Linked DNA regions of Mus musculus: region 2 is linked to region 1. The links are chromatin contacts, called in public HiChIP or PLAC-seq maps. All regions are on one chromosome and are shown on one strand. The core of a region is the stretch at or near the end of the contact, and the rest is flanking DNA. Distances in the headings are between cores, read along the strand shown.

Region 1 (4,526 bases), core at 1,326-3,825:
GGGCGAGGGTTGGGGCCGTCTTAGGCATATTGAGTTTGTGCATTGTGTGAGTGAGGGGTCTTGTTCCAGACATGGAGGTGACAACCCTAAGGGTGGAAGGTGAACAAGGAATATGACAGGTACCTTGGTCATGAATTTGAATTTTTGTCTTGAGAGACATGGGAAGCTATGTTCTTCGAGGCAATGAAAAGAAATCTGGGTCTCTCCGAGGCCATTGACTTTCAGGGTTAGAAAACATGAAAGTGAGGTTTGGGACAGGAAGCCAGTTAAGCAACCAGAACATCTTTCCAGACACAAAGTCATGGTGACTCAGACAGGTAGTGACTAAGGGAGCTAGAAGAGATCATATCAAACTGGGTGCGGGAAGCACATACTGAGGCACAGGCATTGACTCCTAAGCTGTGGCTGTAGGGATGAAGAAGAGGTGAAGAGCCCTTGGCCAGGGTGGAAAGGCCCGAAGACAGGCTGCTAGGGGACAATCAGAAGTGGGACAGAGAACTCAGTAGCGGAAATGCCTGGGCACACCGTGGATGGAGAGAGTGGACCTGTATAAGGGCTGGTGGGCCTCCCTCAGCACACGGGTCTTGGTAGTGTCTAGAAGCCAAGGGGATCCAAGGCAGGAAGGAAGGAGGCCAATGGTGATCTAGGGAGGAGCTGGGAAAGGAACTGCAGAAGCGGGGTGCAGCAGACTCTCTTGTCCCTACTGCCACAGGCTGGTCCATGAAGCAGGGGTTCCGTGGAGTGGAGCTGGCTGGTGCTGACTCACGTGGGAGACTTTGGACACCTTGGATTCGGGAATGAGATGGCTCTGTAGCCTGTTCTTCATGTTGCCTCTCTCTCTCTTTCTTTCTTTCTTTCTTTCTTTCTTTCTTTCTTTCTTTCTTTCTTTCTTTCTTAACAGTAAATTACTGCCTTAAAAAGGAGGGGCTGGCGAGATGGCTCAGTGGTTAAAAGCACCGACTGCTCTTCCGAAGGTTCTGAGTTCAAATCCCAGCAACCACATGGTGGCTCACAACCATCTGTAATGAGATCTGATGCCCTCTTCTGGTGCATCTGAAGACAGCTACAGTGTACTTAGATATAATAATAAAAAATAAATCTTAAAAAAAAAAAAAAAAAGGAAATGAGTGGCCGGGCGTGGTGGTGCACACCTTTAATCTCAGCACTCAGGAGGCAGAGGCAGGCAGATTTCTGAGTTTGAGGCCAGCCTAGTCTACAAAGTGTGTTCCAGAACAGCCAGAGCTACACAGAGAAACCCTGTCTCAAAAAACAACAACAAACAACAACAAAAAACAAAAACAAAAAAAAAAAAAAAAAGGAAATGAGTGGCGGATACATGGAATGGCTTGGTGTCTCAGAGGACCTGGGTTTCTTCCAACACTCTGTTATCCTTCAGTTCATGGGCACAAGATGATCCCAGTTCCAGGTGTCACACCTGAGCGGGGATGGGTTGAGACCACAGCGGGTTGGGCTGTGACCCTCATGTTTAATTGCTTATGAGTCCTTTACCTGTACCTGGTTTTCTGTCATCTAACAACAGAAGAAAACAGAGGGCCAGGGAGCTCTTGTTAAATGAATAGCGGTCTGAGCACTGAATGGGGGCAACTCAAATTACTGCCTGAAAACAGAAGAGCTGTTATCGCACTTACAGGATTTTGATAGGTTATTTCTCTGCCGCCAGTGAAATGAGCCAATTCAAGCCAGATTAGAATATTTTGAAGGCAGGTTTATTGGGAAGCTGCTCTCTGGTGAATTCACTGGCCCTAAGGAACGAGGCCGGAAAAGTCCCCATGGGGAGTGGGAGACAGAAGGGAAGGAGAAAGGGACGGAGGGAAAGAGAGAGCTCGAGGGAGCAAAATGTCTGGATTTCTATAGGGAGGAGCCACTGAGGGAAGAGCAGCCCAGCCCCTGGGCTGGAAAGTTCAGGGTTGGGGGCCAGGAGGGGACTGAGGGATGCTGGGAGAACCTGGAGGCCAGGTCTGTTTTGATATGTAAATTATGTACCCTGGTCCTGGGGTGGTCCCAAACCAGTTTTAGCTCAGTTTTCTAGAGCTGGAGTGTAGAGGAGGTGTGTGGGGAGCCTGTGGATGCTGCACCATAGTATGAGGGACTTGAGCAGCATCCTCATATTTGGGCCTTAGAACCAATCCCCTCTGACACACATATTTTATGCATAAATGTAACAAACCACTAAAGCACTACAGATTAATCTGACATATACAGGATGCGGGTTAGAAAGAGCTGGACCCACACCAGTGCAAAAAGCAGGATCCCATTGTCTAGCTCAAGAGTTGATGATACTGAACAGAGGTGATAGCAATCAAATTAGTGGGTTCAGGGGGTCTGGAGGGGAAGGGACCAAGCAAAGACTTGGCTCAGGTCTCAAGGGAAACATTCGATGGTCCTATAAAAAATTAAAAAAAAAAAAAAAAAAAAAGGAAAAGCATATTTTAAAAGACCCTGCTGGGGAATGTTTTCGGTCATTGTGTATTCAGACACTGATTTCTGAATCCAGAGATCTGGTTGCAATCTGGACTTTGGTGTTGTCATTATTATGAAATAGGAATTGAGACTCAGTATGTTGTAAAACATTGTATCCCAGAATCTTCTGATTGTTTAAAATAAAGGGCTGAGCAGCTTACAGCTGGGCAGGAAAGGAAAAGGTGGTACCTCTGTGCTCAGAGAGAGGGAGCCAGTCTCAGGTGGGGAACCAGGGAGTGGCCGTCACTGGGAAGCCGAAGAAGAAGGAGGTGTTGTCAAGGCAAGGGCAGGTATCAGGCCATGTGGCTGGAAAGCAGTCTGAGAAGTAGTCTAAGGCCAGCTTTGTCGGGTTGGAATAGCTCAGAACCTGCCCGGCTATAGTGTCTGAAGCTTATTAGTAAATATAAGGTATACATGTCAGTATTCAAAACAAGGGTGGGTATAGAAAAGCTCTGTACTTATACAGATCCCAAAACAAGGGTCAGAAAGTGTTCCTAGTACTTCTGTGGCGGTGTGGGCATTGCCAAAGCCCCAGTGGCCAACTTTCTTATGGGAACTGCAGAGCTGGAGGCAGGCATGGCTTCTCACCTCCGCTTGGTTTCTCTGGTTGCTTCCACCCTCAGGCTTGCTCCATTTGGATCCTGGGATTTGGAATGACCCAGAAACCCTTTCTGCCCTAAAATTGGGCTAAGCCAACCTTGACTTCCTGCCAAGGCCTCCGAAATTCTCCCCGTCCACCTGGCAGCCAACCAGGACACCTGCTTTCCTCAACTCGGCACCCCCTCTGAAACTAGTCTTTTCCTTGGGGATCCCTGTCTCCTTTAGACCTTTTTGTCTTCACTGCCAAAGTTTGGTCCTGATCACCACCCACCCTCCCTCCCTCCCTCCCTCCCTCCCTCCCTCCCTCCCTCCCTCCCTCCCTCAGGCCTGTACTGGCCTCTCTGTTTTGACTCCTGTGAAACCCCAAACAGTCCTTGTGATGGCTAGTTTTGCCAACGTAGCCAAGAATCACCTGGAAAAAGTCTCAGTGAGGGACTTACTTAAAGCAGGTTGGCCCATAGGCATGTCTGTGGAAGATGCTCTTGATTGCTTTAATTAATATGGGAAGACCTGGTCTGGAAGTTGGTGGCACCATTCCCTGGCTTTGGAACCTGGACTGTATAGGCAGAGAAAGGTCAGTGAGCACCCAAGCCTGTATGCATTCATTTCTCCCTGCCTATGACTGTGGACTTGGTGTGGCCAGCTGCTTCCAGCTCCTGGCACCTTGACCTTCTCTCCCACCCCATCCCCAGTTATGACACTCTGTAACCTGGCTCTCTCTAAGCTGCTCTCTGTCAGGTTTTTGTTACTGTTTGTTTGTTTGTTTTTTTTTTTTTTTTAATCACAGCAACAGAGATCACAGGTGTCCTTCATACTGCAGCCAGAAGACCCTGTTACTCTCCTCTGGAGGTGGTGTCCCCTCCTCTGTAGTGACCTGTCAAAGTCCTCCCCATCAGCCTTCAGTTGCTGTGAAGGGACACTGTGACTATAGCAACTGTTACAAAGGAAAACATTTAACTGGGGGTGACTTACAGTTTCAGAAGTTTAGTCCATTATTGTCATGGCAGGAAGCATGGTGGTGTGCAGGCAGACAAAGGTGCTGGAGAAGGGGCTGAAAGTTCTTCATCCTGATCCACAGGCAGCAGGAGAGACAGTGAGCCACTGAACCTTGGCTTGAGCTTCAGAGACCTCAAAGCCCACTCGTTGCCTAGTGACATACTTCCTAAAGCCACACCTCCTCCAGTAAGGTCACTCCCCCTAATAGTGCCATTCCCTATGAACCTATAGGGGTTATTATTCAAGTCACCAGAGTCAGCAAGTGCTGACCCGTTGGTCTCCTACAAGTAGCACTTTAAGCACCAATCAAAGTGCAGTGGGGGTGGGGTGTGGGACTCCCCCAAAGCCTGGCCCCATGAATTTACCAGATAACTTTTGAGTGTGCAGATTAGGTCTTGTCCTCAAGTGACCTTTAGAGACATATATTCAAATGGAGTAGCCCTTCCCAG
Region 2 (4,526 bases), core at 782-3,281, 400 kb after region 1:
TTGCTATATCCCATGAAAATCAATTTAAGTTCAAATCAATAAGATAAAATACTCAGTCCCCACCCTACATGAGAGAGCAAAAGGAGATGGCAGTGTCTCATCTCATCAGGCAAGGCTGATGAGAGCGGGAGGTCAGAGGCATGTGTGTGTCTTATATCAGGGGCGTCTCAGTGTGGGTTCCTCCTGAAGCAGAATGGGGACAAGAGATTGGAGGAGTGTCCCAGGCAGGGAGCAAGCAGCTTCCTTAGCAGGGAGTAACCCAGAAAATAGGCAGTAGGCAAATCATTTAACCACAGTGCACAAACGGGGTTCAGTCCTTCCAGGAACCCTGGGGAGCTGTTCAGAAGTTGAAACCTAAAGCTATTTTTGCACAAGGAGGTGGGGGATAGAGCTTAGAGATATGAGTGTACTTTGTTGATCTGTTCTCAATTCTTGCTTAATTCATTAAGCATTCTGGCCTGTTGATGCTGCAGATGGAAGGCCTCCCCCACTGCAGGATGTCCTCAGGCAAAGAAACTAAACAGGAGGCATTGGAAAGTGGCTGGTACACTTACCTGAAGGAATAAGGCCTGAGGGCTGTGAGTAGGCACCTTGTGGTGTGTGTCTCAAAGGGTGAAGATCAATATCCTTGACACAGCTACACAGTTTTTATACACACACACACACTCATGTACATTTTCAGACTCAACCTGTTCCCTCCTTTTTTTTTTTAATTGATTCTATGTGAATTTCACGTCATCATCTCCCCGTTTCTCCCTATCTACCCTTGCAACCTCCCACCCAAAGCAAACAAAAATCCAAACTAAACCAAAGATCTCGCCATGGAAACTGTGGTGTGTCACGATGTGTCTCACATTATACCCTTTTGCCCAGTCTTTCTTGCAAATAAATGTTCATGGCAGTGAGTCATTGGTCTGGTGTGAGGCCTCTGGCTTCTGCTGCGCTATCAGCACTGCATCCTCCCGGGGACCACTCTAGGATACCCTGTTGTTGCTGGTGTCATGGAGATCCTTCAGCTTTGGTTTTGGAGTAACAGCTCCTTCTCATGCTTTAGCAGTTCACAGATGGGGTCGGTGCTGGGCTGGGCCAACTCAAAGCCTTGGATCTGGGCCTGGGTGGTAGCTGAGTTGGTCAGCCTGACAGCTCTCCCAGGCTCACACCACCAGGGCCAGCTCTCCAGCCCCCACACCACCAGGGACAGCTTTCTCACATTGTCCAGGCAAGGGATGGGGCAGGCTCTACACAGACTACAGACATCAACATGGCCCCAGTCAGCAGCCCAGACCAGGGACATCTGCATGGGCCACAGTCATCAACACAGATGCACACTGCTGCAGAGTCACAGACGCAGAAATGGCCCTGGGCTGTGGCATGGGCCAGGACCTCACCATGGCCTCAGGAGGTTCTACTGACTTCTCACATCAGGCTGCTCCTCACCGCCCTTGAGGCTCCGCCTCCACCCCTCCTCCTGCACACATCAGTCTGCTTCTCTTTCTCTTCCATCTCTTCACTGGTGACTTGTTCATCTTAGTGGCTCCTGGGGTCTCTGGGCGTCTTCCCTGTGGTGTCGGGCAGGGGTCACCCTGTCCCTTCTTACTGCAAGGACTTTACACAGACTATTTGTAGCCTCCCCCACTGGGACATTCCCCTCCCCCACTGCATCGAGTCATCTACACAATCTTTAGCTATTGGCTTGATTATTCCTTGTTAGGCTCCTGAGGGATGCCCCCAGCCATCAAGACCCCAGGACAAGACCAAGTCTTCCCAATGCATATTGCTCCATCTCTGTCCTACAGTGTGCCATCTCTCTGTGGCTAGTGGATTAGTCTTTTCCCATAGTGCTGTGAGGAAGGGATCTTGGTTGTCACGTTCAGTAACACATAGTAGGTGTTCAACAAATGTATATTGACCGGGTGAATGAAAGAATATGTGTGTAAACAGACCCAGGTCTAGCTGAATATAGGCTCTAGTGGCCAGAGACAGACTCTACTAGCTCAGGAGCCAGGGAAGAGGAGGAGGCTAATTAGCAATTCATTAGGATCCATTTCCAAGTCTATAGTCAATGCTAATGACTTGTTTGTTTAAAACAGGAAGTTCTGTACTCATTAAACCCATTAGTAAGTGAAAACGTTTCTCGGGAAGTCTGGCCTCCCACACTGCAGTGCAATCTCAAAGCTCAAGCCCCTCTTGCTGAGACTTTTCAGGATTCAGCAAAGCAGGTGCTACAGGTGGAAAACACCTAGGCTGATCTCCACTTTCCCCAGCCTTCTGCCTCAGAGGGATGTGAAGACGTACAGAATCTTAGCTCATCAGAGGACACCGTGAGGCCAGGACTGCCTGAAAGAAGAGAGGCCATGCTTGGTAGTATATGCTTAAGCCTTTTTTTTTTTTTTTTTTTTTTTAGTCCTGACTGTCCTGGGACTTACTATGTAAACCAGGCTGGCTTCACAGTCATAGCGTTCTTCTGCCTGATGGGCAAGCCTGAGGTTCATTGCTATCTTAACATTTGTCTTTATATCAAAAGAATACTGTCTTCATATAGGCAGACTCCACAGCAAAAACGAATTGTGCTGTGATCCTATCTCATAACTGGCGAGGGACTTCAAGGGGCAATCTTCCCTTGTTGTCTTGTTTGTTTGTTAGTTTCAAGACAGGGTTTCTCTGAATATCCCTGGCTGTTCTAGAACTCTCTTTGTAGACCAGGCTAGCCTTGAACTCATAGAGATCCACCTGCCTCTGCCTCCCTAGTGCTGGGATTAAAGGTGTGCCCCACCACCAGCTGGCTAATTGTCCATTTTTTGAAAAGAAGTTATTACATTAATCTATTTATATCCCCCCTTTCTCATTTGCATGCCAGGGCACACATGGTGAGGTTAGATGGCACTTTGAGGGAGTTGGTTCTCTCCTTCCACCATATGGGTCCTAGCGATTGAACTCGGGTTGTCAGGCTTGGTGCAAGTGCCTTTGTCCACAGAGTCATCTTGCCTGCCCCATTTCCCAACTGTTTTATGCTGCCTCTGCATGCTGAGCCTTGTCCAGGAAGCTGCCTCCTGAAAGCTGAGCACCATCAGGTGAGGGCTCCCTTCCTGGGTCTCATGTACCCTCCAGCTCCCACGGACCTTAAGCTGTCCCCGAATGCCACTGGCCTCAGACTTTGCATGCATTATATCAAGCCCTTGAGGCTGTGTGGGGTGCTGTACACCTTTAATTCCAACCCTTGGGAGGCAAAGGCAGGCCGATCTCTGAGTCGGAGTCTAGTCTGGTCTACATAGTGAGGTCCAGGCTATATAGGAAAAAAAAATCAAGTTATTGAGTTCTGCTGGGAAAAGCCACTGATCATTCTACTGAAGAGAAAGCTGATTTGTCAAGGTTGCAATGCTGGAGACTTATAACTAACCAGAGTGCAAACAATAAGCCACAGTCGAAAGCTCAGCCTTAAATGGGGCATCTGTACTGCATGCATGCAAGCAGGCATGTTATCACATGTACATATGCATGCTCTCACACACACATACACACAATTGAATGCACACAGGCACCCCCTCACACACAGCATATACACATGTATGCATACACGTGTGGACACATGACCTCACACACATACACATACTTGTATGCATGCTTTGTTTTTTGTTTGTTTGTTTGTTTGTTTGTTTGTTTGAGACAGGGTTTCTCTGTGTAGCCCTGGCTGTCCTGAAACTCACTCTGTAGACCAGGCTGGCCTCAAACTCAGAAATCCGCCTGCCTCTGCCTCCCGAGTGCTGGGATTAAAGGCGTGTGCCACCATGCCCGGCGCTTGTAGGCATGCTTACACCCTCACACACACTTGCGTGCACACACATATCCATGCATGGTCAAATGCACATACAGCACACACAGAGGTGGAAAGGGGACATGGTGGGGAGGATATGGGGTGTGGGGGGGGGACAGAAAGGGAAAGCAGAACTGGGGGTGGATATGATTAAGATACAATTTTTTTTTCCGAGACAGGGTTTTTCTGAATAGCCCCGGCTGTCCTGGAACTCACTCTGTAGACCAGGCTGGCCTCGAACTCAGAAATCCGCCTGCCTCTGCCTCCCAAATGCTGGGATTAAAGGCATGTGCCACCACTGCCTGGCGATTAAGATACAATTTACATGTATGGAATTAGCAAAGAATAAATAAAAGATTGTTTTAAAAGAGTGGTGCATGGCTGGTCTGTACGATAAATAACAGCGCCAGGGCTCTAAGCCAGAGCCAAACAGAGCCTGGAGAAGAGATTCAAATCAACTTGTCTGAGGCAGTGCAACCTGCCATTCCTCAGGGAGCCAGGGAGTAGCAACCAGCTGCCTTCAAGTCTCGCCCTGTCGGTACTTTCAACTGCCAACTGCTCTCAGGGCCACCCCACAGTTGGAGCGATGTACTGAATGTTGAAGGGCTTTGCTCTCCCTCTGCTTCAGGCTCCCCCTGCTTGCCAGCTGGAAGGTCTCTCCAGATCTCCCATCCACTTCAACCCCACCATTGCTCTACGAAGGCATCCCAGCACT

The links. HiChIP or PLAC-seq counts read pairs in DNA pulled down with a chosen protein or histone mark.
Region 2: an H3K27ac HiChIP or PLAC-seq map of embryonic stem cells shows a contact between it and region 1, with 3 times the contacts expected there. The contact joins two enhancer-like sites. A contact is called at or near these places in 2 of 115 datasets of contacts at active chromatin or transcription factors (acute myeloid leukemia and embryonic stem cells).

The regions. Positions count from the first base shown.
Region 1 is chr2:157,567,101-157,571,626 of GRCm38.p6, forward strand. No RefSeq gene overlaps it. Among named protein-coding and RNA genes, the nearest start is that of Blcap, 3.0 kb to the left of the region's middle. Within about 2 kb of position 2,576, at least 5 of the 459 cell types and tissues checked have an H3K27ac peak or open chromatin away from gene starts, as enhancers often do. A contact at or near this core is called in embryonic stem cells, where this site is marked.
Region 2 is chr2:157,965,985-157,970,510 of GRCm38.p6, forward strand. No RefSeq gene overlaps it. Among named protein-coding and RNA genes, the nearest start is that of Gm34402, 25 kb to the right of the region's middle. Within about 2 kb of position 2,032, at least 4 of the 459 cell types and tissues checked have an H3K27ac peak or open chromatin away from gene starts, as enhancers often do. A contact at or near this core is called in embryonic stem cells, where this site is marked.